Linked DNA regions of Columba livia: region 1 is linked to region 2. Evidence: chromatin contacts called from public Hi-C data. All regions are on one chromosome and are shown on one strand. Each heading gives the region's core, a stretch centred on a gene start, on an enhancer-like site or on the middle of the called end of the contact. The rest is flanking DNA. Distances are from core to core; before and after follow the strand shown. Region 1 overlaps DENND1A (DENN domain containing 1A). Region 2 holds the start of PSMB7 (proteasome 20S subunit beta 7).

Evidence for each region. A called contact is a pair of places that touch in the nucleus more often than the background predicts.
Region 1: a contact with region 2 is called in a Hi-C map of crop, with 3 times the contacts expected there. The contact joins the enhancer-like site here to the promoter of PSMB7 in region 2. A contact is called at or near these places in 2 of 2 Hi-C or Micro-C datasets (crop and liver).

Annotation. Positions count from the first base shown.
Region 1 is chr19:1,477,630-1,483,736 of bColLiv1.pat.W.v2, forward strand. The region is part of intron 12 of DENND1A (DENN domain containing 1A); the gene reads left to right. Among named protein-coding and RNA genes, the nearest start is that of DENND1A, 92 kb to the left of the region's middle. Within about 2 kb of position 2,827, at least 1 of the 3 cell types and tissues checked has an H3K27ac peak away from gene starts, as active enhancers do.
Region 2 is chr19:1,175,149-1,181,917 of bColLiv1.pat.W.v2, forward strand. PSMB7 (proteasome 20S subunit beta 7) reads left to right here and starts at 3,410. Exons shown (of 8, transcript XM_065035426.1): 1 at 3,410-3,568; 2 at 3,668-3,761; 3 at 3,956-4,053; 4 at 4,354-4,494; 5 at 4,962-5,077. The coding sequence starts at 3,507.

The DNA.
Region 1 (6,107 bases), core at 1,577-4,076, 300 kb after region 2:
TGTTTTGGTAACTGTGCGGGGAAATGAGACCCGGGTTTTGTGCTTCCCTGGCGCTGGCCGTGCGCTTTCTTCTGCTGACACCCAGTGGTCACACACAGCACGTAACCGGTTTGCTTTCACAGACCATCTTTGTTAAGCACCGAATTGCTGTAAGACTGAGTGCGGCTGAGCCGGCAGAGCGGCCTGGCCGCGCAGCCCGCCCGAAGGCAGCGGCTCGCAGGCTTTCCTCGCACGTTTTATTAAAAGCGTGATTAAATTGTTTGTGAGGACATTATGAAATCAGTGTCAAAATGAAAAAAACACTGAAAAGTATGACATTATTTTTAGCATCTTGTTACTGACTAATACTTTTCTGAGGGGATTTTTAAATAAGAAATTTGCCTTCAGCCCTGGAAGGACATGGCCAGTAACTTCCGCTGTTTGCAGGTGCCTTGAAAATAGTGTTCTGGTTTGTGATGTGTCCTACTAGAATGAACCCGTCTAGGTCTTGTCTGGGGGAAGTGTGGGACATTACACTTTCATAGGAAATGTGTAATTAAGAAAGTATCTCCTTTATTGTATTTCAACTTTTTATTGATAAAAGTGAAAAGCTGTCCCGCCTTCATCCAGGAGCGTGAAGACTTTTCTAGAGAATTGTTTTATCCCCTGTTCCCTTTCGGTGCTGCAGCCGTGGCTGTGCTGCTGTGTCCTCCCCTCCTGGGGACACCGGTGTCACCGCTGTGCTGCTGTGTCCTGCCCTCCTGGGGACACCGGTGTCACCGCTGTGCTGCCATCGCCCCGCGGGAACACGGCCGACCCGACCCGCACGGAACACCAGGGAACATGGGATGCTCCCCAGCTCTCTGAAGATCTTGCCCAGACTAACACTATAAATTCCTTTAGCAGTTCCAGATCTGTAAGATCCGAGCGGGACAGAAGTCAGAAAAGAAAAGAAGAAAAGTAGATGATGCGTGGTGCAGAGTGAAAAAGCAAATGCCAGTTGAATCCAAAAGGAATTTTTGTTGGAATGTGTGTGCAGTAACATAAAAAAGTGCACGTTACATACTGGTGCATAATTCATTTTGAAAAGGCTTTGTAGCATTCAATGCTTTATCTGCTATGAAGAATGATTGTTGCCATGGTGAATTATTTTTTTAAGTTATTCAGTGGAAGAGTAAATAGTTGGTTCCAAGTCCCAGTAATTGCCACGATCCAGTTACTTCCTCTACTCAGCCATCTTTTGTGGAGCTTTTTTTCCCCTTGCATGTATATTTTAAAGCTATACATTGCATGCAGAGAAGATCCTTCCCTTTCACCAGACTTGTCTCAATAAGTCAGGGTTTTAGGAGTGGTTGTCCATATGTAGTAAAAATGAAGAAGGAAGATCACTAATGTTACATGTATTAAAAACACCCAAGGTGTAGGTGAAACACTGAGTAGAAGCACATAAAATCAAGCACTTCCTTTACCTGCAGTTTTGTTGTGCTGCTTTTCAAGTGAGTGCTGGTGTATAATTAATATATATTTTTTTCCCCACCCATCTATACTTTTTTCCTGTTCAGTTGCTGTTAACTCTCAAATATATCCTGTATGGCCAGTGTAGTGGTGCCTGAATGATGGGGATTTCTGAGTCTCATCTCCACGACTTTACTAACAGGTGGGAGTAGCCAATGACAGTGACATTGGCAGCGTGTAAAACCTGATGTTTGTATGATAAAAGTGGAGATAAATTGACTTTCTGTATGTTTTGGAACTGGAACTTAAGATATTTTTTTTTTCCCTAGTATGAAGATTCTGCGTTTTGTGGTATTTGAAGTTAGTTTTTGACAATCCCTCTTAAAAACTGCCTGTAACTATTGTTCTGTTTTACCAATTACGGCAAGTGCTCTGGCAGACACAGCGCCCGGAATGCAGGCACCGACTGCCGAAGATCTGTTGGGGAAAGACAGTTTTGTTTGTTTGTTTTCTGTGCGGTTTGTGTTTTCATTTCAGTCCTGGTGGTGTTTTGTCTCTGAGCATTTCAGTTGCTACAGACAAGTTTCAGCTTTTGCTTTTGCCATTTTAAAACTTAAAAATGGCTGGTTTTCTAAGAAGCATTTACTGTTCTTCAAAATGCATTTAATATTCTACATCGAAGTCTGTTGAGATATACATATGTTAATGAAACTGAAAAGACATTCACTTTAATCTCTTATAGCAGTCTGTTATGTAGTAAATAGAACTGGTTTGTAATTTCCACACTCTTGTAAGATCCTGTGTTGTGCAATTCTGTACGCCACGCTAGGGGCAGGAAACTAAGATGCTGAAAGAAAGGTAGGAAGCAATAATATCTGAGAAAATCAGCGTGACGCTCTGCCGAAGATGGCATTGCTCCTGTAGAGGACGCAAACTGTCCTGTCCATCATGTGTAAAAGTAAAAGACTTACAAGCACAACAACAAAACCAAACCAAATACATGCCTCCCCGCCAAGGACAAAGACAAACCAGCATGGGAATGATTTGGACTTCAGCCTAGAAATATTGCCCAGAGCAGGGCCCGTGTGCTCTGTCCCTTGTAGGGCACCGACAGCAATAACACCAGAAGCGTGATGTTCCTTTGAACATGGTTTTTGGAGTGCTGATGTTCACAGGGCTGCTCTTGAGATTGTTGGTATTTACCTGCCCCATGCTGACATTTAAGTTTTTGTGGTATCGTAGTTGGCTGGAACCCGTGAGCAAGCGGAGGAGAAGCATCTCGTGTTCCATTGTGTAAATAACTTCGCAGGCTCTGCAGAAACTCCGTGTTCAGCCCTCAGACTGCACGGGGTCGGTCACTCGGTGTGGCTGCACAAGTTAAAGCAGCTTTGCTCAAAGGCCACTGTGCCCAGGGAAGGTTGTACGGCGCAGAGCAGCTCCGTGGTGCTTCAGCTTTATTGTGGAAGGACTTGTATATTCAGCTGATAAATTATTTGTCTCTGCCTTTCACACCTGATTCTCTGTGTTTTGTGCTATTTTATACACTTGTGTTTGTTTCTCCTCAATTTGTTTCAAGGCGCTGTTTGTGTGTTTTAGGCTGGCTTTTGCCTGTGTTTTTATTGGGTTTTCTCCTGATACTTTACTTCTAATTGAGAGTGCACAGCCTCAGCAAGCAATGAAGCAGTGTGCAAATGCCGCCATGCAGGAAAAGTTGAAGATATTTCCTGAGCTAATAAAGCGCAGGGGACTTAGAGTAGAACAATGAAGCAAGTGAACAAACAGCAAGCGTAAAATAACATGACCGATGAATTCAGCTTCTGTGTGAGGCACTCAGTGACTGTGTGGTTTTTAAATGAGCTGTGAATAAGTTGCATTCAGTATTAGGGAAAAAAAACCCAAAACAACACACCCTCCACAAAAATAAAGGGAGAGAGAGAAGGAAAAAAGCCAATCAAACGACCCCCAGAGCACAAACCGAAGCACAGGAACCCCCAGCCCAGGACCGTCCAGGCAGGGAACGAGCGCACTTTACCTTCTCACTAGACTGAGCAGCTGTACAATTGAACAGAAGTTCAGCTTACCCTGAAAAGAGATGGTAGAAGAGATTTGGTATTTGGATTTCTACAGTAGAATCCAGTAGCAGGCAAACTTGATGAATTAATGATAAAAATTAGAATATTTAATCAGGAACAAACTAATAGAGCTTCATAATAGATAAATCAAGCCACTTTGTTTTTTCAGCATGCTCATTATAGATTGTGTATGAATTGGAGCATACAATTTGTACCCTTATGGTACAAAAAGATTAAAGTGAAAGGCAGTAAATCAAAATTATTTGCGATGATTTGCATGGGTAGGTGATAGAGCTCATACAATGAAAGCTGGAAACGCTTAAGGCTTAAAGACGGCGCGAGACGTTTGTATGCGTGACGGAACCGCCAGCTCAGCGTGTTCCAGACCTGCTGCCTTTCCCAGTTGTCCTTTTCTTTGGAATCACATGGAGAAATCGTGATGCTGCGCTGGGGCTGAGCACGCCCCACGTGAGCGTCAGCGGTGTTCGCGGTGCTGGTGGCTCCAGGCAGGGCTCCTGGCGGCCCACCCGTGCTTAAGGCTTCTGGGAAGGGAAGACGTGGAAGGGACTGAGCCCCTTTTCTGCTGTGGCTTTTGCGTCTCAGCAGAGAACTGGGCAGCTTTGTTCACAATTGCGTTGCTTTTGGTGTGGGCAGAGCATTACTGACCAAAATGCCACATAAACAAAAACGTAACTTAGCACTGGGAACCACCTTTTTCTTCTTTCTTCTGGTTGGGGGGCACAAAAATATAAACTCTGCGAAGGGCTCTTCAAAACACGCTACTTCAGTCTAGTAAAACATCAAATGGAAAGACTCTGTCTTTTCTTATCTTTTGCTAATTTAATTCATTGTTTTCTGTTCCTTTCGTTCAGTGAGTAGCAGCTTTTGGCAATGACAGATATTCTATTGTGACTGAAATACGTGTTTTGTAAGTCGTAACTTTACTTGGTATTGAAATAAACCGCGTGTACAGCGTGTGCGATTTCTGCAGCACACAGCTGGAGGTATTCTGCTCAGAATTCCGATGGTTTCAAATGTCTCTTTCAAGTTTGAAAATGTGTTGTGCACTAGATACCATTATGATAATTGGAAGTTCAGCTTCTCTGTCTTGCTCTATTATTTTTTTGAATACAATTAACACATCACACACACTTCACCTGGTCTCTTCTCATTTACCTCTGACACTTCCTTGATATTTATTTAGACACATGTGGTGTCTTTGCTTTGAACTCAATAGTTGGTATATTCACTACATTTTTTTTCATAAACATTTTTCTTGTTTAGAGATATACAATTAGTTTGCATTGATAGAGAAAAGTCTACATACCAATGTCAATTTAAGTCTTTTACTTATTTGTTAGATGATCAGGACATAAATTTTATAAAGAGTGTAGAGAAAACTGTGATTACTCTCAAATCAAAATACCTGCTGAGAAGTTGCAGGAGCAGCTCATTTGATTAGAGTTCTCACAAGGGAACAGCACAGAGAAGATAGGTCTCTTCGACACGTCAGATTTTAGTGATACCACAGGAGAAAAGAATATTAAAATATCGTAATACTGCATTTCGTCTGCGGAAGTCAGGTTTGGAGCTGTGTTTTCTGGTTGGTTTTGGTTTTATTTTAGTTTTAGGAACACTCCTAAGGCTTGGAGGTTTAAAAAGGAATAAGCCGAAGCTTGATTATTCTGGGTAATTTCATTAATTTTAGCTGCAGTTTTGGAGTGAACTGAGGCTGTGATTTTTGTAGTTTCTTGTTCACTGTCCATTCCTATGACACCTCTTTTTCTGTAATATTTCAGTAACTGTATTACTGTTTGGAAAAGAATGGGAAGTGAGCTGTGCCCTCGATGGGCTTTTGTACACAGTGTGATTTTTGTTTTTACAAAAGTTGGTCTCCGAGTTCTCACCCGTTGCAGAGTCTCCGTCGTTCCTGCAGCACCTGCAGTTCCTGCAGCTGGTTACAGGCTGGACATGCACCCAGCGGGGAGGGTTCGGAAACGCTGCCCCAGCCAAGGCCGCCTGGTTGTGAGGAGCTGAGACGGGGTGACCGTGGGGTGAGTGCAGGGTGACCGTGGGGTGAGTGCGGGGTGAGTGCGGGGCTCCCGCAGCCCTCGCCACCCAGAGACCTTTGTGTGCAGCCGCGTTTTCCCGGTTGCTTAGGGAAGGGCACGATGCAGAAACCATCCCACAGGGCGTTTGTAAAGGAGACCTGGATCACAATAATGCACAAGGAAATCGGGGGGTTCTTTTGAGATACCTTTGACTGGGGCATCCACTTTTCAAAACGCACATTTAAAATTATCTCTCTATAAAACTGTTTGAAAAGGCGGGGAGGCGAGGGGGGGCGTGTGCGTGTGTTTTTTTTTAATGGAATCATTCTGTAATAAAATATTTCAAGTACTGGCTAAGCTGTAAAGCTTAGGGCTGATAAACAAAGCATCTGAAGCCAAATGGCCCCTTAGCTAACCCCAATTAAAATAAAGATTTCATTGCGCTCTGTCCTGACAGAGAGGGAACATATTGTTGCCTTTAAGGGAGTTTGGTTTAGTTAATGAAAGAATTTATTTCATTTTTTCAAATACAGAACCTAATTAAATAAGT
Region 2 (6,769 bases), core at 2,160-4,659:
AGTTTGTTAACAGATCGTTGTTGAGGCAAGATGTTTGAAATTAGAGTGGTTTTGAACAGGAGAGACACATGGCGCATTTATTCTCCAGCTCAGTGATTATCCCTGCCTGGCTCCGCTCCTAACACAAGTTCACCTTGGGACGTTACGGGAGCTGCCGGCTACTTTGGGATCCAGGGACTCTGTTGGAATACGCACAGGACGCAGCCACAACCGGGGTTGGGGCGCCGCTGCAATATGTGCTTTCAGCTGCTGGATGATTTGCGTTGCCTCCGGCCAGCGCTAATGCAAAGCAGTCCTGTGCAGCGCTGGACGGTGCGGGCTCCGGAACACTCTCCCACGAGCTCTGCAGACAGACGTGGAGCGTAGGGGCTGTCAGTCGCCCCGTTGTCTGCACTTCATGCAGCAGAGACACCAGCGCAGCTGCTTACAGCACGAGAAAGTGTTGCTTGGGATTCTCCAGCTGCCCGTGGTTTCACACACACGTGCCGGGGTGACCTGTCACCTTTCACTGTGAACAGTCATAGGCACCAGTCCAACAGCCACAAGCTACTGGGCAGCACACTCCCGCCAGTGCTGTACTGGGATCCTCTCACCAGACAGAGCTGGGGACCAGCGCGGTGTGTGTGGCTGTCGGTGGCTGTCAGGGTTGGCCGTCTGTCCTTTGCAAACCTCCAACAAACAGGTGCTGAGTTATTCCACCAGACCGTGCTGGAACAATGGAAACCCTCTGTCCATCACTCCTTCCCGTTACACAAAACCAGTCCCGTCTCTAGAGGATCAAAGGCCTTGTCTGCTATGACTTTACTTTTTGCAACTCTAGTTCTAGAGAGCAGAAAATCGACTTGTGATTTACACTTGTTACCCTGAAGAAACAGCGTGTTTGTCTTTCACACTGCAAGAGCAGGTGCAAGCTGTGCAGACTGAAACTGTACTGCAGATTTTGTTAAATGTTCCAAGTTACCCAACATCTCTTTAAATAAGGTCAAGAATTTAAGGAGTCATTTGGCACTCACAGACAAAGCAGACACTGAATACAAACCTGGGAAACCAGGCATGGTGCAAATGCAGACACTAAAATACCTGGGAATATATACATTGCAGACACACACAGACTGTATAGACACAGGCTTCAGCTTGAACGCCCACCTGTTGGGAAAAACACGAACATTCCTCGTGTCCCAAGTAAGTTCTCAAAAATGTGTCTGGAATGCTATTTAACTTCCCTGTCAGATGCCTTGTAGGATGATAAACCTGGATTGCAGCTTTGTTAAGGCTAGAAACAGATTTCGGTACTGCTATAGAAAAATACAGGGGAAAGTTTGCATTCTTCAGGCTCCAGCACAGCTCATTGTCCCGGGTTGGGGAAGCGCCTCTCTGAATCTCAGCCAACCATTAATGGGCAATAGATGGAGCTAGTGGTGCACGAAGATGGATTTGAACTAGGGAAGAGATGCACTTGCACATCTGCAAAAGAGCCAGTCGCATACCTGGGAGGACGGGAAAAAACACTATATTACTAGAAGGTAAAACAATAATTGTAGGACATCTGCTTAGTTGTCAAGGACCAAGAGGGAAATAAAGCTGTTGTCCCCTCTAGCTAAAACCTGCTGTTTCTTTTTCCCCAGACTCCCAGCCACCAACTGCTCTACAGTTTGTATGCCAATCCAATTCTGACGCCTGTAATTCACCCCAGAGACTGTTTATTTTAACTTTATCAAGTGAAGAGAAAAACAACTGTGTTAGAACGAAAAAAAGAGCATCTGGCAGCAGGATATTCTTTCTCTCAGCCAGCTTCCCAGCCCAACCGGTGGACAAGAAAATGGGATTTTAGGTACCCAAGGGTTGAAAGAAAGAGGAGAACACAGAACGCAGGTTCTCTGTGTGCTTATCTTAAAGATGGTCATTTGTGGTCCGTTGGAATGAGTGCTCTCGGTACCTTGTGCTCCATCTCAAGCCAAGCAGTCAAGCCTCTTATGGGCCCTGCAGGACAGCAGCGGTGAAACCACACACAGGACACTGCCCGATGTGTCCTGTGCCAAAACGTGACCTCTGGAGCTCCCCGAGCTTCGCAGTGTGTCCCCAGGGGCGCCCGGCCCGCGTGGGACACAGCACCACGGCTCTCTGAGGTGACAGCAACTGACCGGACACAACTCATTTCAAATATCAGGCACCTTTCCCCTTCAGCAGCACAGGGACGCTGAGCACCGTCAGCACATGTCACCCGCTGCCAGGCGTCCGCAGCGAGGGCTCGGGAAGCTCAGGATCTCCTCTCCCAACAGGAGCTGATGGACTTTCCCGCTCCACAGCAGCTCGAGCGCCACGGTTGGCTCCGCGGCTCCTCCCGCCCAACGCTTGGGAAAAATAACATATTGCTTTTATTTTAAATCAACAAGATTTTTAATTTCAGGCACTTATACATCTAGAAAGCAAAACTGATACGTAACAGACTGAAAAAATCTCACTACACGTCTGCATTGCGTTCAAATGCATTCTTTACTGAGAAGCCGCCACAAATTCTTTTCTCTATGGATACACGAAGCTTTTCCTTTTAACATGTCAGTAAGATGGAGGAAAAGTTGTAACGGAGGAAACACTGAATTAGTTTCACTGATCTCCTTGACATCCAGCCGGACTCCCCTGATTTTGAGAAGGGGCGTTTATCTTCTTTATTTCACCATACGGCCATTACATTAACAGCACAGCGATTTTAGGTAGGTTTGCATTCTCTCGTGCAACTATAGGTTCTTTGTTAAGACCTAAACATAAAACTTGGGGATTTTTTCCCTTTTTGCCCTTCACCTATCATTTTGAGAGTCTCAAAGTGTCACAAAACCCATCCGACAAGCCCTGCAACCCAGTCCAAGCAGCATTACTGACGGTCAGAACGGGGAACACCAACGGCACAGGAGGAACGGGCGACCCCGGCGCACGCGGAGCGCTCGGAGCCCGGACCCGCGTCTGTCCGTCCCGTCTGTCCGTCCCGTCTGTCCGTCCCGTCTGTCCGTCCCGTCTGTCCGTCCCGTCTGTCCGTCCCGTCTGTCCGTCCCGTCTGTCCGTCCCGTCTGTCCGTCCCGTCTGTCCGTCCCGTCTGTCCGTCCCGTCTGTCCGTCCCGGCCGGGCCCCGGGACAGCGGCACGTTCGGACGCGCCGGCAGTGCCGCAGCGCGGGTAGCGGTGCGGGGCCCGTCCCGGTCCCCCCGCACCGTGGGTGTTTAACCGGGCACGGCGGCTGCTGCCCCGCGCGTCTGCCAAACCCTCCAGAACCCGCGGGTTCCGGTCAAAGCTGCCGGGACACGGGCGGATCCCGAGCGCGCAGCGCGGGCGCAGACCCGTCCCGCCCATCCCGCGGGAACCGCGGACGCTCCGCGGCAGAACCCAGCACTTCCGGTGCCGCCCCTGCCGCCATTTCGCGGGCAGCGGCCGGGCGGGGGCGTGGCCCGGCACAGGCCCCGCCCCGGTGCGCGCGCCGGCAGCTGACCCGGAAGTGCCCGCGGGCGGAGCGGGAAGATGGCGGCGGTATCGGTGCTGCGGGCGCCGAGCGGCGGCTTCAGCTTCGACAACTGCGCTCGGTGAGGGGCGGGCGGGCCGCGGGGCCGGGCGCGGGCGGGCCGCGGGGGCTGCGGCTGGGGGAGCCCCCGCCCGGGCCAACTTGTCGCGCTGTGTTGCAGGAACTCGCAGCTGGAGGCCGAGCTGGTCCCGAAGGGGCTGCGCCTGCCCGCGGCCCGCAAGACCGGCACCACCATCGCCGGCGTCGTGTTCAAGGTGAGGCGGGCGCGTCCCCCGGCGCTGCGGGCGGGAGGCCGGGCCGGGCCGCTGCCTCCAGCCGGGCGGGTGCGGAGGCTCCGGGCCGGAGAGGCCGCTCGGCCTGAAGCGCCGTCCGGGCCCCGCTGAGTCACCCGCGTGTCCCCGGGAGGATCCGCCCGGATGCCGAGGTTTGGGAATAACTGTTTCCGCAGGACGGCATCGTGCTCGGAGCGGACACGAGAGCGACCGAAGGCATGGTTGTTGCTGACAAGAACTGTTCGAAAATACACTTCATTTCCCCTAATATCTAGTAAGTAGTAAAGTTGTTTATTGCTCATTGGTAACAGCGATGGGATTTTTAGTGGTGCTCTTTGCTAAAAACAATTGTTAATGTGTACTTTAAAATTGTCATGTATTAGCAAGGCTTGTTCATTTTTGGTATTTCATTTGCACTTCAACAGACTGTCTTGTTTCATACTCTGAAAATATCGATGGTATTAGAACTTAATTTCCTCAATATTGTAATGGAAAAATTTCTGCTTGTTGGTTCAAGCATTAAGTCTCCCCTCTCTTCCCCACCTCTCCATCACTTACTTGTAACATTTTCCAGCTGTTGTGGTGCAGGAACAGCTGCCGATACTGAGATGACAACTCAGCTGATCTCTTCCAACCTGGAGCTCCATTCGCTGTCCACTGGACGACTCCCAAGAGTTGTCACAGCTAATCGGATGCTAAAACAAATGCTTTTCAGGTAACCGAGCGTGTTTCTTGTTTATTAACAATGTAGTTAAAACGACCAGATGAAGCTCCAGCGAAGGAGCGTCTTTCCTTGGTCTGCTCAGCTTTCGTAGTAACAGATTGAGAAGTTTAGGCAGCCAAGAGCATCTAATGGGGAAACACAGGAACGTGGGTTTTTTTGAAGTCCCTAAAGAAAAACTTAATTTTGGATACTGGAATTTAATTTAAGGCTTGAAAGCTACTCTGAATTCTCTCCGTATTGGTACAAAAGCATTGCCCGGTGTTTGTTTGTTCTTGACACTGAAACATCCCATATTTCGGTAAATTTTTTAACTTTCACTGTGTGTGAGCAGTAGTTTGTCTTTCTATTACGAAGATGTAGCTGGTACAATCGTGGCAAAATTCTCAAATGCATGTGCTGTGTGAAGAGCCACAGCTTGGGGGTGGACTCGCAGGCTCACGTGTGGCCGTTGCTCGTAGGTACCAGGGGTACATCGGTGCTGCCCTGGTGCTGGGGGGCGTCGATGTCACAGGCCCTCACCTCTACAGCATCTACCCCCACGGATCCACGGACAAGCTGCCCTACGTCACCATGGGTGAGTGGCACAGTATTGCAGTGCTGCCAAACGCTGAACGTCTTGGATGATTGTTCTAAGTGTTTGTACTCAAAATGCAGTGTTTGCTGGGAGCTGTGCAGACCTCACAGATAAAATCGTGCTCATATTTTCACGGCAGGTGCACTGCTGTTTAAACGCTTTAAAAACATGGACTATTGTACTAGTTAAGCTGCCAAAAATGTGGTATTAGGAAAATTGCTGTGTGCATTCTCCAGCATATTTTAAAGCAAGAGAATTGTGAGATTTCCAAAAACTTGCTGTAAAAAAAATCCGTGGAAGCTTGATTTGCAGAAAATACTAACTCGTGGTTCATATAAACTCTCATTTGGGTGATTTACTTTCTGCCTGAGGATTTTCCCTAGTTTCATTATGAAAAACATGCGCCTTGCTTCTTCCAGACTGTTGTATTTCTGTCTTTTTTGCTAAGTAGCAGCTGTATTTTACTCAAGAAGGTGCTTCATTGTAGTGAAGCAACAACTGCTTTACTTGTCCATATAATAGTTGGTTTAACCTGCTGTACGGAGCTGCTCAGTAGAGACGTTTAGTTCTGTCTGTCGCTGGGGTCAACTTGACGTTCGTAGCCCACCCTCAGGTTGTTAGGTGTTAGTACCCAGCTCTTCTGTCCGCGTAACGTTTTCTGTGGTAGGAATTTGAGCGCTATGTATACACAGTTCTGTGTACGTTGTGCTCAGTTTTGAACTGGGGAGGGTGACAATACTGAAAGCTGGGACCACAGATTGCTTGCATGCTTTTGACATATAGGTGCTGCCCTGTCCAGACCGATTATAAAAGCGATGTTCTGGATATATTGCAAAATACAATCTTGGTAAATGTATTCTTCCTTGCCATTTTTCAGCTATAAACAAGAATATAAGATAACGTTGAAATAAGTACTTTGTGGTAGCAGAATGCAGATCTGCAGATTATTTTTGCTCTCTGGTCACTCAAGAAAACATTGCATCATTTCAGACTTGCGTTTCATTTTGAAGACGTGAATGATTTGAAAGGAAAGCTTGGCTTTGCTAGAGCTGTGGGAGTGTAATGTAGGGTCCAACTACAAATATCACAAAATTGATCTGAAAATGAAGTGTCAGGTTAGCAGACCAGATTCCACCTTTGTCCGATGCAGCTTTTGTGCTGACTCTGCAGTGGGGAAAGAAAACTTTAGTTTTAGTTAAACCTTTTCTGTTCACGGTTAGCACCTCTAGATGAAACACCTACATACTGTGTTGGAAATGTTAAAGGGTTTTATTTTTGCTCTGGATCTTCGCTCTGCCGCAGCAGGGCAGCGGTTCAACGGAATGGTGTGTTATCTGTCACAAGAGGTGGGGTTGATTTACGGGAGTTGTGCAGCGGTGCTGTGGGACCGATAGATGGTGCCATTACTGCGGGAAGCGGCGAGGACTGACCGGCACGGGAAGTGCGTGTGGTGGGCGTGCGGTGTCATTGTTCAGCCTGTGATATAAAACCCCGAATGTCTGATTCCTACAATTGCCTTACAGCCCACGTTGCAGTAAACTGTAAACCCAGAGCTGGCTCTCCAGCCAGTAGTAGTTCATTGCCTGGGTAAAGTCACTCCATTTCCATTATGTACATGGTTACCTTCGTGCCCGTGTTTCAAAAGCTCTAAAATTTGGCATTTCTGAAAATTCTGGCCACTACTTTTTCTCT